Regions from separate parts of the Mus musculus genome. Here all the other regions are linked to region 1. Evidence: chromatin contacts called from public HiChIP or PLAC-seq data. All regions are on one chromosome and are shown on one strand. Each heading gives the region's core, a stretch centred on a gene start, on an enhancer-like site or on the middle of the called end of the contact. The rest is flanking DNA. Distances are from core to core; before and after follow the strand shown. Region 1 holds the start of Ccdc182 (coiled-coil domain containing 182). Region 2 overlaps Msi2 (musashi RNA-binding protein 2). Region 3 overlaps Msi2 (musashi RNA-binding protein 2).

Region 1 (2,700 bases), core at 200-2,699:
AGAAAACAGGGTCTCTAGGGGGAAAGGTGATCTACCAGTGAGACCTTGCTTCTAAGTGGTGAAGCCTGGACTCCAGTGCGGGAAGGTGGGTGATAGGCTGCTCAGAGATAAGAGACCTAACAACAGCCTTCGAGGTCACTTGGAAGTGGCAGAGTCTAGTTTAACCCCCGGGAGCTTACTCTGTGCTGTTCCACAGTGACAAAATAAAATATCAGAGGCTGAGAGATCTACAAAACAACAAAAACATTTGTTTCCCTGTAATTCTGTAATCCCAGAAGCTGGCAAGTCTAAAATCAGGGAGCTGGTGTCTGGTGAGGACTCTCATGCTATGCCTTCCCATGTGGAAGAAAGGCAAAGGTGGCAAGAGAAACAGAAAAGGGGTCAAGCAGAGATGATTACGGTAATGAACCCCATTCTAGAGATGACACCATCCATCTGATATGCTCTGCCTTCAAAAGCCCCTCACTTCTCAACGCTGATAGGATGTCAGTTTCAACATGAGGTGGGAAGGAGACAGACATTTAAAACTTGGCACTAGATGCTGCTGTGGCTGCTGTCCCAGGAAGGGTCATTGGTAGGATAGGAGAGCAGGAACCAGTTTGAAGAGGTAATTTATCTAGCTCTAGATGGATTGGCTTCAAGGTCGGTTGTTGGGGGGGGCGTTTATGTTTGGAGTCCCAGTGGGAGGTCTGGGCAAGAGACTGCAATATACAAAGGCAGAGTTTTGGACTGAGCCACATGTGGCTAGGAACATTTGCCTCTGTTAGAGTAACCAGGCAAAACCACACGATTTACCCGTATCCACAGACTCCTATCTGCCACCATCCAGGAACGTTGGGAAACATTACTTACACTCATTCCCTAGCTCCAGAATCCGGCAAGCACCCGGGAAGTTTTAACTGAATGAATATGAACGGCTCACTTTTATCCCTCGGGCATTTCTGTGAACCACCCTTTAAGAGCACACACATTTATCACAGTAAGTCGATCACCTATGCATTCTGGCATCATCTGGCCATTGCGGGAATATGGATATGGGATGGGATTACTCCTCTAGCATCTTGCACCATCATTTCTAAGAATGCCTTTGTCCTATTGGTGAGCCCGAGGAAGCCCAGACACCAGGCCGTGAAATCAGCTGTGCTCCTTATGGGGTAGGAGACTGCTCGGTCTTGGCAGCCTGTGAACCTGACCTGGCTTGCCTTGACTTAGCCAGTTTTCTCCACTCCCTCAGATTTGCCCTCGGGGTTAAAGGAACGCTTGAACGCCAGTTCTGACTGGGTGACCGATTAATGAAAAGCCTCATTTCAGGAGACTTGGGAAGCGCAGTAAATCTGTAGGTTACCAACAATATGCAAAATAGTGAACTGGGGGTTTTCTTTCTGATTGGCTGAAGGGTCGTGATGTCACAATGAGATGGGTCCAACGACTTCAAGTGATAGTGTTTCTAGCTCCCAAATCTCTGACTCAGTTTCTTGGCTTCCTCTCTGCAGAAGGAGATAATGGAAGCCCTCTTTCAGGCAGGGTCCATTCTTATGAAGGTGAATACCTTACAGGGCAAGAAGATGGTGGAAAGCGGGCTCCAGTCTGGGGACCTTTCCCTGTCTCAGTCATGGCCCTCCTACCTCCCTCTGCCGGCCGACTTGGAGATCCTACAGCAGAAGGTGGCCGGGGTACAAAGGGAGTTGGAGGACTTCAAGGAGGAGGCACTGAAGGCCATCCGTTACTTGGAGGACGCCTTCTGCCAGATGAGTGGCGTCCTGGCACAGCAGGAGGAGCAGGCGGCGCGAGTGAAGCAGCGGCTGAGGGAGGAGGAGGACCGAGGCATCGTCCGCAACAAGGTCCTCACCTTCCTCCTGCCCCGGGAGAAGCAGCTTCGTGAACACTGCCAGCGGTTGGAGAACATGTTGGTCAGGAGCCACAACCCGCTGCGAGCCATCAGGAAGAGCCAGGCGGACTGAGCGGCCCGCGCCCGAGTGTGCGCCCGAGCTGGCGGGCAAGATTGTTTTTTAATGGAAGGACAAACGCTAAGTCCCCATTTATTCCCCTTGCCCCATTTTTATTGCTTTCCTGCTACCAAAATAACACCATGCAGAGAGGCAAAAAAGACCTCAATATGGTTTTCGGGTGAAGTTCCGTTTATCCAGCCTCGTCAAGGAAGGAGGCCCCAGACACTATGTCAGACCTGTAACCATCCCCTCGAACTGTTTCCCGTTTGTAATGGTACGGTTGCTTGGATGTAGGGGCATTTTTCTTGAGTATTCTTAAACTGGTTGTGTTGAACAGATTTAACCTTTCTTTTAATGACTCCAGGCTTTCGTGATTTATCACTTCACAATTGGTTTCCTGAGACCTGTCAGTGTGTGTTCTATACCGAGACAGGTTGGGGGCTTAGTGAGAGAGAGGGCTTGCCCGCATCCTGAACTGGACTCAGACGGCCGGCTTTGTGTAATTCCTGACCTCGCCGTTTCAGTCTGCTTGCATAGTTGGACTATTGGTCCTCTCTTTTCCTTACTGCTTTGGTTCAACTCTGCTTCCTCTCCATTTACCCCGAAGACAGGCTGCTCCGTGGGGTGAACCTTGTTAGGTTTCTGATGGTGGAACTCTCGGCTCGCCACTGCACTCAAGGTGACATCTATAAGTTCGCACAATAAAACAGTGAAACTGACACCTTTATTTGACTCTCTGAACAGTAGTTGC
Region 2 (2,700 bases), core at 175-2,674, 290 kb after region 1:
ATAATAATGTCTGATGCCTTTGCCTAACAGCTGGCTATATTTTGTACACTAAGAGGGAAATGGGACGCCTTCCTGGAAACCTTCTGTCTATTTTAGGAATTCTTGTTTGAAGCAAAAACATGAAGATTTAGGAGAAGCGAGGCTAGGGAGCTGAATCTATTTCTAACTCCACTGGCCAGAGCAGAAACAAGGTTGGGAGGCTGACGCGAGCAGGAAGACACAAGACACAAGCACAGGGAGGATTTACAGCCAGCATAGCGATCTTGTTAACTGGTGGTGATGCTGTCTGCCACCTGGGCCTAAACGGGGAATGTGGGAAATGAGGCAGCACTTTGCTGTCCCCTGTCCCCTGTCCTCTTCTCCATAAGATATGCTTCTGAAAGGAGGGATTAACACAAACCAGACAGAGGACAGGAATGACGTGGGGACAAGGTTGGCTTTGCATCTGGCTATCTCAGGATCATGAACTGAGGGAATGAGTCTTCCTGGCCCCACTTACAAGTCTAAGGAACACTCCGGGCTCTGGAAGATGCCAAGCAGATGAGCAAGGAGGCCCCCTTCCCTCCTGCCAGCCCACCTGCGCAAACCACTTCAGAGGATGAAGGCCCCGTGGGAGCAGAGACAGCCACAAAGGACACACACAGATTTTTGTTTTCCAGGCTACTTCTGAGAGAATCACACACTGTACAGAGCTGTTTATCTGTGCCACACATTTGGAAGTGATAAAAAAAAAAAAATCTATCCCAGGATCACAGTCCACTTTCAGGAATATGGTAACTTGCCTCTTTATTTCTCACAAATCCCTTGCTTTTCCAATTTCAAAGGCTTTATGCCAGGGGTTTTGTTTTGTTTTGTTTTTCCTTCTAGGTAAGACTTTCCTCACACTTTCTGAATCAAAAGGAATCCAAACAGAGGCCACAGCCACACCTCCATATACCTACTACAGCCTGGGGCTAAAAAGCAGGCACCAGGTTTTCACTCTCAAAATATGCACTCCCAGAGCCCCCACATCAGTGGACTAAAGGAGGGATTCCTATGTGAAAAAGCCAGTTCATTCTGGTTTCCAACTGTTTTTCCTATGAAGTTTTCAAACACCAATCACTCTTTGGAGCCTTAGCTAACTTTCTCAGCCCCTCACACAGCCCAGCTCCTACAGAAGGTGCTAAGAGCACTCCACCCACCCACGATCTTCCCAGAGAGCTCCCTTCCCTGGAAGCCAGGAAGTTATAACTTCCCAGACCCTATCCTTCCTTGCTGTCTTTGCCCCTCACCATCACCACCACCAGCTAGCCCACGAAGGGGTTAAGGCCCTCATATCAAGCCACAGACTCAGGCCCAGGCCCAGAGGGGACATGGGAACCAGGGCAGCGGGTGATAAAAGGCTGGATTGTAGCAGCCCACTGGATTGGAAATGACTTGCCGGCCTAATGAAACAGAACGCTGGCAGTAAGACAGAATGAAAGGAGAGAGACAATGGACACCAAGACAAAGGGTGCAGAGTCGGTTCAGCTCAGCAAAATGAGCTCACTTTGTTGTTGGGAAAAGCCAAAGCCGATTAGGATAAACCAATGACTAAGCATAAGTCTTCCAAACTAATTACACAGCTCGCCATGTGAAGTATAATTGGAAGCCTCCATGGCTCTCACTGGAGTACTGTGAAGTCAGCATCACCTAGGGAGCCGAGGGGAGCAGAGCTGGCCACTGGAGCTGCCCTGGCGCCTCGCCCCGGGAGCAGCTGAGAAGTGGGAAACTTTCTTCTCCATCCAGCACAAGGCAGAGGGGTCAACTCTGCTTCCAGTCCTCTTTGATCAAATTTCTATCATGAATGTAAGTATGAGAATGAAACTTGAAGAAGGGGCCCAAAGGGGAGTGGGAGAGGAGGAAGAAGAGGAGGAGGAGGAGGAGGAGGAGAAGGAGGAGGAGGAGGAGGGCTTCTGCAGCCCAGGGCACTTTGTTAAGAGATAGGCTCTTTGGAGTCGTTCTGCTCCAGCATATCAGAGCATCAGTCATCTGCCAGCTTTTGGAATGGTCTATATACATCATTGCTGTTATGTATGAAATCACAAACACAGATAATGTCCACCAAAAAACCAAGGCAGTTAAATAAATTACTGGAGATGAGTGGGTTTTGACAAATGAATAAGCCCTGTTCCCTGTGCATGAGAGTCTGCTGACTGCCCAAGGAGCAGACAGGGTTTTATCAAGAGCACAGAGAGCCTAGCTCGTGCCACAAGGGCCTATCCTGGCTCTACCCAGCCTGGCTGTGTGAGCTTGGACAACTTCTTTCCCACCATCCACATCCATCCTGGAGATGCCATGTGTCTAACTTGACATCTTTGAAAGCACATTTTAAAATGTATTTAAGAGCTCAGCACCAAACACATGTAACTGTAAATCAGAAACATCAACACACCGTAAAACCATCTTAAGATGAAGGTTTGAACGTCATGAGTTTGGATCATTCAGACCCCGCCTGGGACAGGAAGACTGAAAGTAACTTATTCAGTTTTTCTGGGCCTTACTCATAGGACGACAATTCTAGCTTATAAATAGTGCCCTTTTCCAAATAAAGAATGCAGTCTCCAATCAAGACGCACTATCCCTGCATCACGAGTCCCAGAAATAAACTGTAATGTGGTGACAACTGTTTTGCTTACTATATACCACGCTTGCTACTGTGAGCAATGTATTGTTTGGTTA
Region 3 (2,700 bases), core at 17-2,516, 410 kb after region 1:
ACTCTGAATAGCACTACCCCAGTGTCACTGTGAAGGAGATGAAGGTACCTGCTTCCTTCTGACACAGGCTGACAACAAAGCCAGGGGACACTTAAGGGCCTGGCCACAAAATCAGCCTCCCTGAAGACTCTCCAGGTGAGCTACCTGCAAGGCTGTTGTCCTCAAAGAGTGAGACATTCTCCCCCAAGACTAGACATGAGAATGTAGAACTCTCCAAGACACTAAATTATGTATGAAGCATGTGTTGCAATTGTGTTGCATTCATGTCACCAATGGGAAGCGTTATCAGGGTAGGACCTTTCTGGAATTTTAAAATAAATAAATAAACAAACTCACAGAACTTGCTGTATAGGCCAAGCTGGCCTGGAACTCACAGAGATCTGCCTGCCTCTGTCTCCTGAGTGCTGGGGTTAAAGGGATGGACCACCACGGCTTACAGGTTTTCTTCTCCCCCTTCCCCCAGTTTGAACCAACTTCAAGGATAAAGCACAAATGGGGTTTTCACAGTCTCCCTTCCAGTGTACTAACAGTGCACAGCTCTGTGACAGTGACCTCGCATGTCACCCATCCTGGCTCCAGCAGGTGACCAGAGTAGAACAAAACTCCACCTACCTTAAAATCTGACTTCTAGGCTGAAGAGATGGGATTGTTGTGTGTGTGTGTGTGGGGGGGGGGTGTCCACAGCCAAGTCTGCTCATCTGAGTTTAATCACAAATACTCACATGGTGGAAAGAGAGAAATAACTCTGACAAGCTGCCCTTTAACCTCCACATGCATGCCAGGGTATGTGAGTACACACAGATATACACAAATACACACATTCTTTTACACACACTCATACACACACACACACACACACACACACACTCTCTCACACATTCTCTCTCACACATTTTTTTTCTTAGTTTCAAATTGGCTGTGCAGCAACTGGAAACAGGGGCCAGTCTGGGTGCAGGCCACCGCGACACACCACAGGCATTCAAACCCACACTGAACAAGGAAGCAAAAAAAAAAAAAAAAAAAAAAAAAAAGCACACAGAGAGAGACCCACACACAAGCAAACACACAAAAAGTGCACAACACGTTCAGCTGGAAACAAATCATGGGAACTGCGACTTGGCTGTTCCCTTGTCTCCTTCCCGCCAGAGTGGTCACCTCATTAATGTCACTCAGCATCCCATTTTGCTACACTGTGTCTTTCTGCACTCAGTTCCAGTAGGCAGCCCAGAAGCCCACTTCCATTGTAAACTTCTGGTCTCTGGGAAACTATCAAAAGCTTTTGATTGGAGAGAGGGAGGGAAACCTCTTCCAGAGCTCCCACACGCTCAGCCCCCCTCCTCCAGTGGCTTCTCTTTGGTGCTTTATTCAACATCACCGCACACACAAATCATGCTCTGAAAGTCGTTTACGGGATGTCATCTTAGGATAAAAAAAAAAAAAAAGAAAAGAAAAGAAAAAGAAAAGAAAGAGCGCAGTGTCCGTGTGTCTGCAATTGCCCAAAGAGAATAATTCATTTCTGTGGAGGCTATGGGTGAAGCCCTGAATGCATTCCTACACCGTTTTCCTGCCCTTCAAAACAATAAAAATGTAAAAACCCAGATGAAGCAGGCTTGGAGGGTGGCGGGAACGACAGTCTCTTGACCCCCAATGAATTTATTCTCCAGAACCTTCTAAAGCACTCTCCCCAGAATTCATCGTCAAGACCATTTTATTAGATTTTTCTAAACCCTTGAAATTGTCACATAATTGAAACAGAAACAGCAATTTGGAGTTCTGAATGGATTTCTTAAAAAGACGACTCTGTGCTCGCCCCACATCCCTCAGCTGGCCGCTCTTGCCCCTAACCTAAATGCTAGCCCCTTGCACACAAAACCCTATTTATCTTTTAAATCCTCCCCTACCATAAAAGTTACACATTCCCCTAATGCCATAGATTTCAGGACATTTGGGAGAAACATCCCAGACAACAGGCTAAAAAAAGAATCCATTAGCATTAACTTGCCTGTCACAGCCAGTGACAGATAAATGAATGTGGTGCTTTCAGATCAGTCATTGGTGAAACTACCCCCAGGCAGATAAAGACCAGCCCCGGGAGAGAGAAGGCTCTAGAGGAGACCTCTCCCAGTGGGGTCTCAGCTCTTCCCTAGCTACAGCCCAGGACTTTACTCTCAAAGGCAGGGAGAGAAAAAAAAACCCACAGGCATCCAACACAGAGAAGGAAATGAATTCCTCACGCCCGCTGAGCATGGCCAAGATAAAGGGTGCATGCTATCTTGCCCCCGAAAGCCAAGACCCCATGAGCCAGCCAAGCCATTGCCATCAAGTTTCCCATCACAGTGTGCTGGACCATCCATCATCTACATGCAGAATAACCATGCCAAGCTATCTGCAGGTTGCTGGGTACAGTCCTCTTCTGGTGTGGACAGTGCCATTTCTGGGGACAGGAACAGGTAAACCAATGCTTCCATTTGTACCCACTGTGTGCACTCACCCAGAGGCATTGCCTCATTCCATCCCCTTTAAAAAGTCTAGAATGAGCTACTATATAGATGGCCCCATTTCCCAGAAGGAAAAAAAAAAGACACAAAACCATTAAGTGAAGCGTCATTTCACTATGCTAAGCTAACAGGTTCTCAGACACAAACAGCCTGTGGAAAATATCCTGGACCTTCCTGGACAGACTGTAACAAATACCACCTG

Evidence for each region. HiChIP or PLAC-seq counts read pairs in DNA pulled down with a chosen protein or histone mark.
Region 2: a contact with region 1 is called in an H3K27ac HiChIP or PLAC-seq map of stem cell-derived neural progenitor cells, with 5 times the contacts expected there. The contact joins the enhancer-like site here to the promoter of Ccdc182 in region 1. A contact is called at or near these places in 7 of 39 promoter capture datasets (the 3T3-L1 cell line, epiblast stem cells, hippocampal neurons and 4 more), 2 of 484 Hi-C or Micro-C datasets (cerebellar granule neurons and nephron progenitors), 9 of 115 datasets of contacts at active chromatin or transcription factors (astrocytes, cardiomyocytes, differentiating embryonic stem cells and 6 more) and 1 of 9 other capture datasets (adipose tissue).
Region 3: an H3K4me3 HiChIP or PLAC-seq map of stem cell-derived neural progenitor cells shows a contact between it and region 1, with 12 read pairs. The contact joins the enhancer-like site here to the promoter of Ccdc182 in region 1. A contact is called at or near these places in 15 of 39 promoter capture datasets (3T3-L1-derived adipocytes, the C10 cell line, the HPC-7 cell line and 9 more), 3 of 484 Hi-C or Micro-C datasets (the HL-1 cell line, the Patski cell line and embryonic stem cells), 27 of 115 datasets of contacts at active chromatin or transcription factors (the 230-238 cell line, the NIH/3T3 cell line, the SCID.adh cell line and 19 more) and 1 of 9 other capture datasets (macrophages).

What each region holds. Positions count from the first base shown.
Region 1 is chr11:88,292,594-88,295,293 of GRCm38.p6, forward strand. It overlaps Ccdc182 (coiled-coil domain containing 182), which reads left to right and starts at 1,450. Exons shown (of 1, transcript NM_028859.1): 1 at 1,450-2,668. The coding sequence starts at 1,503. The coding sequence ends at 1,961.
Region 2 is chr11:88,583,862-88,586,561 of GRCm38.p6, forward strand. All of the region lies in intron 6 of Msi2 (musashi RNA-binding protein 2), which reads right to left. Among named protein-coding and RNA genes, the nearest start is that of 0610039H22Rik, 34 kb to the right of the region's middle. Within about 2 kb of position 1,425, at least 105 of the 459 cell types and tissues checked have an H3K27ac peak or open chromatin away from gene starts, as enhancers often do. A contact at or near this core is called in astrocytes, differentiating embryonic stem cells, embryonic forebrain and 3 more, where this site is marked.
Region 3 is chr11:88,701,290-88,703,989 of GRCm38.p6, forward strand. The region is part of intron 5 of Msi2 (musashi RNA-binding protein 2); the gene reads right to left. Among named protein-coding and RNA genes, the nearest start is that of Msi2, 16 kb to the right of the region's middle. Within about 2 kb of position 1,267, at least 47 of the 459 cell types and tissues checked have an H3K27ac peak or open chromatin away from gene starts, as enhancers often do. A contact at or near this core is called in embryonic basal ganglia, embryonic forebrain, neural stem cells and 1 more, where this site is marked.